Linked DNA regions of Zea mays: region 1 is linked to region 2. The links are chromatin contacts, called in public Hi-C maps. All regions are on one chromosome and are shown on one strand. The core of a region is the stretch at or near the end of the contact, and the rest is flanking DNA. Distances in the headings are between cores, read along the strand shown. Region 1 has its middle 22 kb from the start of LOC111347720. Region 2 holds the start of LOC100286033.

What was found. A called contact is a pair of places that touch in the nucleus more often than the background predicts.
Region 1: a Hi-C map of leaf shows a contact between it and region 2, with 10 times the contacts expected there. The contact joins the enhancer-like site here to the promoter of LOC100286033 in region 2. A contact is called at or near these places in 21 of 25 Hi-C or Micro-C datasets (bundle sheath, ear, endosperm and 6 more).

What each region holds. Positions count from the first base shown.
Region 1 is chr4:186,895,516-186,898,497 of Zm-B73-REFERENCE-NAM-5.0, forward strand. No RefSeq gene overlaps it. Among protein-coding and RNA genes, the nearest start is that of LOC111347720, 22 kb to the right of the region's middle. Within about 2 kb of position 1,611, at least 13 of the 20 cell types and tissues checked have an H3K27ac peak or open chromatin away from gene starts, as enhancers often do. A contact at or near this core is called in ear, leaf, seedling and 1 more, where this site is marked.
Region 2 is chr4:186,815,407-186,818,266 of Zm-B73-REFERENCE-NAM-5.0, forward strand. It overlaps LOC100286033, which reads left to right and starts at 1,581. Exons shown (of 2, transcript NM_001158921.1): 1 at 1,581-1,880; 2 at 2,029-2,814. The coding sequence starts at 1,764. The coding sequence ends at 2,184.

The DNA of each region.
Region 1 (2,982 bases), core at 361-2,860, 80 kb after region 2:
TCATATATGGACTAATAGTAATATGGTCAAGCCAATTCACGATTCCTCATATCTTATTCACTTTGGCTTGACCAATCCTCTTAATCACTTCAACCTCTATTATGATCATATTTATGCATAGTGATTTCTCAGGACTTGTCCATATACTCAAACCAATATAGAGACCATATTATATCCATTTGCATTGTCTCACTGGTTATTTGACCTTGTGTTGAACCTTGTTCACTGATCATTATACACTATTCAAGTATGTTCATCATACTGAATTTCCTGTTCAACACTTAGCAAACTTGTTAGACCTTTAAATGTGTTGTTATCCAAATCACCAAAACTCACAAAAGGGATGAATGCACTTTCATATGTATATAAATGTATGATAGAATTTAATTCCATGTTGCTTTTAATATCAATACTATATGTTTATCAATATCAATATATATATATATGTGTGTGTGTGTGTGTTTGTGTGTGTAAATATATAAATTTCAGTACAAAAATTTAAAAAAGGCGGGAAACCTTTCCACTGGCGGCTAAATAAAACAAACCGCCAGTGGAAATAGCATTTCCACTGGCCCTTAGCACTGGCGGCACTGAAAAACGCCAGTGAAAACGTCTCTAGAACCGCCACTATAGAGGCTCTGTGTACTAGTGGTCTCTTCTTCTGCAAAGTGTTATTTATGGACGTATGTGATGTGACCTATCCCAAAAGCAATTAAGTTCGTTTATGGTGGACGTGATTTAGAGGACGTTGTTGGAGAGAAAGAAGATATAAAAGATAAATTTTTTTAGAGAAGACTACAAACAACAGATATAGAGGATAAATGTAGTATGTAGAGAGTACGTTACTCTAGGATCTTAAGGGTCTGTTTGGTTGGGCTGTGGCTGTGAAAAAAGTTGCTGTGGGCTGTGAGCTGTGGAAAAGCTGCTGTAGGCTGTAAGATGTTAAAAAGCTAAAAAACCGTTTGGTGGAAACCACTAAAAGTCGTTAAAAATTCTTCGATATATGTTTTCACAGTTCCATCCGAAAAGCCACTAAAAGCATGTCCAGAGGTGCTTTCAGATTTGCACTACGAGAAAGTCGGCTTTTAGAAAAAGCTGCTTCCTGGATCCAGCCTTTTGGTTGGCTTTTGGCTTTTAGTGGGCAAAAACCAAAGCCAAAAGTCAAACCAAACACACCCTAAGTAACCACGTCCCCGTGCGTACCACCAACTGTACGTAGCGCCTACGATCTATGCGCGCGCTATTAACCAAGCTAGAACGTGCGCCGGGCAGGCTACGGACGGACACGACGAGAACGAAGCGAAAACAAGAAACACTAAACACCTCTGTTTTTTAGATGTAAGGGCTATTTTGGGAACCCTAATTTCCCAAAGAATTTCTATTTTTTAAGTGGAAATTACTTTATTTTCCTATAGAAAAATAGAAATCACTTAGAAAATTGTGGTTCCTAAATTAGCCCTAAGAGATTCTCAATTTGCTTATAGAGTGTTCGGTTTGTTATACCAGAACACGCCACATGTTGCTATATATAGCTCACGACGCCGCCAAAGCTAAGCATTGTGGTTGCCTCATGAGTCATGACCAGGCTTGTGGTGTGTCGATCGAGTACACTAGTATTTCCTAGCTAGGGCCGTATACATCTCCACCAGTACCGAAATTCATCGGCCCGCATCTGTGGAGTGGCCAAAAGCTTGTTATGGAACAAGGGGTTTTAAGCCCATCAGCAACAAGACTAATGATAGGTGATGGAGCAAAAACTTCTTTTTGGCATAGCACCTCACCGCACGCCCGCGTTTAAGAAATATAGCGCCCAAGGTATTTGCGACACCGGGGCAGACACAATTCGACAATCAAAGAAGCGATAGCTCATCATGGATGGCTGAGAAGTATCAGCCTTGCATGCCATCTCGTCAATCGGCCACTTGAGCCAGTTCGTCGAGCTTCGGGCAACCGCTCAATCTCCTCGCCTCGTTCAAAATAAAGAGGATGAGATAACGTGGATCCTCACTCATGCAGGGTTCCTACTCAACGTCAACAATATACAAAGCACAAATTTATAGAACATACTGACATTAACTTTAAGACATTTATCTGGAAACCCTGGGCACCTTTCAAGTGCAAGATCTTTGCCTCGCTAATCATTTGAAATCGGGTCTGGACATCGGATAGATTGTAAACTCGTGGGTGGCCGCACAACCCCTGTTGTCCCCTGTGTAGGTGCTAGCGCACCACCTCATTGCTAAATGCTGAGTTTCGAGAATCGTATGGGGGCCATGGCAAGTTGGCTATCTCTCGAGCAGCTGCAGCCGTCATCCTGATCTACCTCAGAGACAGTTAAAGACTGACGGTTCACAACTGGCAACATGCCTGGGACACCTAGAAAGGGAGTACGCTCCATGCTCCTTCTTAGAGCATCTCCAAAAGACCGGTCAAATGACTCGTCAAGTTAAAATTTGGATATTTAATAGCAAAGTAATTTCCCAACAGATTAGCCATCTAACTACCCAAGTCATCTGGCTCTCCAAATTGCCCCCATCGCTAGCCAAACTTGGCTAGCCACTCTAGCTAGCTAAACTAAGTTGCATGTTCGAAAGTCTGTTCGAATGAGATGCTACATATAGAGTTTAATCTTTATAGAGAGATAAATAAAAAGTCAAATAGAGAGTCAAAAATATATAGTCTCTTGGAGATGCTCTTATGGGTTGAGAAATTTGGAAACAAACAAACTCTTGTATTTTTCAGCGAAGGGAGAGAAGCGTACTAGTGAACACTAAATGTCTAAATGCACAATCAATCATATTCCATGAATAAACCATCCAACAAGATGATTACTAAAAATGATATTATCACATCCATAGTCTAGAGACGAAGAAGTAAAAATAGACATCTATTTTAAACACAAGATAGATAAAAACAATTTGATTTCCAATCACCTTATCTACCAACAGCTCAACTAAAGGAGAACAATAGATGGCGACACAA
Region 2 (2,860 bases), core at 331-2,830:
GGACCTGGGGATCCGGCCGGCAGGCGGGCGGGCAAGCCGGCCGGCCGGCCGGACGGATCGGATCGGAAGCGCAGTGGCAGGCAACATCGCTTGCATTGCATTGCATTGCATGCGCCACGCGACTGTCACGTGAAAGGGTCGGCGCACGTACGCTGTCCGGTCGGGGCCTCCGACATGGCAGAGCGGCGCAGGGGTTCCAGTTCCACGTCGGTCCCTCCGAGATTTTTGCGTGCGTTCAGTACTACAGTAGACTCGCGTGTGTGTGGCCAACAAGCGCATGCGGCCCGGCCGGCCGGGCATCATATACATACATTGGTTGGCGTACAGGTACGCGCGTAGAATATTGTTAGCTAGATCATGAATGGTGGCGCGACGCGCGTGGACATGGACAAACTCGAGCGTTCGTGCGCTACGCCGATCATGCTCCTAGCTAGCTTAATTGATCATCGTATTGTGGCATCTAGCTTTGTTGCAGTTTTTTCACTGAATTAGATACTAAAACAGTAAAGCTAAGACGATTACTGGACTGGTTATAGTGATAAAAAAAAGGTCTGATGGCCTTAGTCTAACACTGACGATACTGCAGTCTGCAGACATCAGACAGGCGGATGGGGACAGAATTGCGTACGTACGTGCGTATGCTAATAGGGGCATCTTTTGGGTCTGCTGCAGCGGTGTTTCGAGTCGACTCCGTTCTCTTTAATTTAGCAGACAAGTGTAAACTTGACTAGCATGTTTTTTTATTAAGAATCCCGATGCGATTAGAGTGTCTGCTGTGCACGTATGTGTGTGCAGGACAAAACACGTGCTCCGTGTCTTACTGTTGTGTGTGACACTACGTGCATGCATGCATGTAACTTACTAGTAGCAGCATGCTGGCAGTAGATTCCCTTTTGCTAACGTGGATTAGCACGTATATATTCCATTACAAGTCTAGGGATAGAATTTTATGATCGTCTGGAACTTGGAGATACAACGAGGTTCCTCCTCCTACCGGGGATTTTCTCGTAATGCAAGTTGGACCTCACCACGAAAATCTACTATTTGGAAACATTCAGCCCATACTTACTAGATTGGTTTCCGAACTGTAGACCAAGTTGGAGTTGGGTAACCACTCTCTCCGACCGTAGCTGGCAAGCCTGGCCTTGCGGAGCAAGGTGAGGAGAGCTGGGCTGGCCGCGTAGCGTAGACCAGCCAAATCCGCTCTACTTATTCTCCTTCCGTTTACCAGCCAAATCAGCACGTGGCAGATCGGGGGGACACGGACTGCCTACCGGTGGGCTATGCATGAGAGAGGCGAGCTGCCGCAGTGATTAGACAGAGAGAGACACGCGGGCCCAACTCGTCCTCTTTGGCTCTCCCTCTCTCTCTCGTTGCAGACTTGTAGTGCAGTGGAGGCGTGGAGATCGAATCAACTGCTCGTCTGCTCTACAACACCAGACCACCCTTGCTTCCTGTCCCTCCGCTACACGCACTTGCGCTCCGACCCAATCTGGATCCAACCACGAGCCAGCTCGCTATAAAGGCACCCTCTCCCTTTCTGTCTCCCTCACAACTCAGTTATTCTACAGCTTTAATTTTGCAGAGCGACCACCAGTCCAGGTCCAGCGCGGGACGCATCACATACACGCGGTACCTTCGTTCGTTCTCAAGCTTATAGCGCCCGATCGACCCTGCGCGGAGCTAGTTCGTTCGTTCCGGCAGGCGGCGGCAGCGAAGCAGTGCGACGACGACGACGAGGTACGTAGAGAGCGAGAGGATAGATGTCGAGCCGAAGGTCGTCGTCGCACGGCAACATCTCCGAGGACGAGATGAACGAGCTCGTCTCCAAGCTCCAGGCCCTGCTCCCCAGCTCCCGCCGCCGCCGCGGCTCCGGCCAGGTGCGTCGTCGGTCGCGAACAGATGGCTGACCCGCTCAACATCTCCGGGGCGCTGTGCAGTGCATATGCATGCATGCTCGCCTTTTTTTCCAGTTTTAAACGTCTAAAATGCGCGCGGCGGGGCGGGGACATGACATGCATAATGCAGGCGTCGACGGCGAAGCTGCTGAAGGAGACCTGCAGCTACATCAAGAGCCTCCAGCGGGAGGTGGACGACCTCAGCGACCGGCTGTCGGACCTCTTGTCCACCATGGACCACAACAGCCCCGCGGCGGAGATCATCCGAAGCATCCTCCGCTCCTGAGCGCGCGCAAGGGCGAGGTCAACGAACGCCGGCCTCCGATCGATCGCCGACAGCGCGCGCTCTCCGGCCGGCTGGTCACGTGCGGGAGCTGAGCTCAATTAGGTAGCTAGGGTATATATACATATAATATATATATCTACATGTACGTGTATCTACCTTTTCCTTTACCAGTCTCCCTAGATCTGAGATCATGTGGCTAGCTCCGTATAAAAATGTACTAGCCACACGCTGACACGCACACGTATGCATGATGGTCTCTGCGCTAAGCTTCACTGGGTAGTAGGGTATAGCACTAGAGCCTAAGCAAGCTTATCCTCCTCACTTTAGTATAGCTCGCAGCAGCAGCAGTCTCTCGATTCCTCGGCGATCTTCGGTGGCTTAATTGGATCGAGCTGGCTAGTGCGCTCTCTCTCTCTCTCTCATCTCTAGCAGGCAGGAAAAGAGACAACCGACCGACCACTACTAGCCTAGCCTAGAGCAAATTGACTGTCGTTATGATGATGATGATGTACTGCTAAAGCTTTTATTAACGACTTCAATAACATGTACGTCCTGCGGTTAGTGCTTTGTTTTTCACTCACCGTGCCATGCATGGCGTTAAGAAATGCAACCGCTGCGTGTCTGTACTGTATTTAGTGCCCTGCCTTTTCATGCATGTATGTTCCCTGGCACTCTC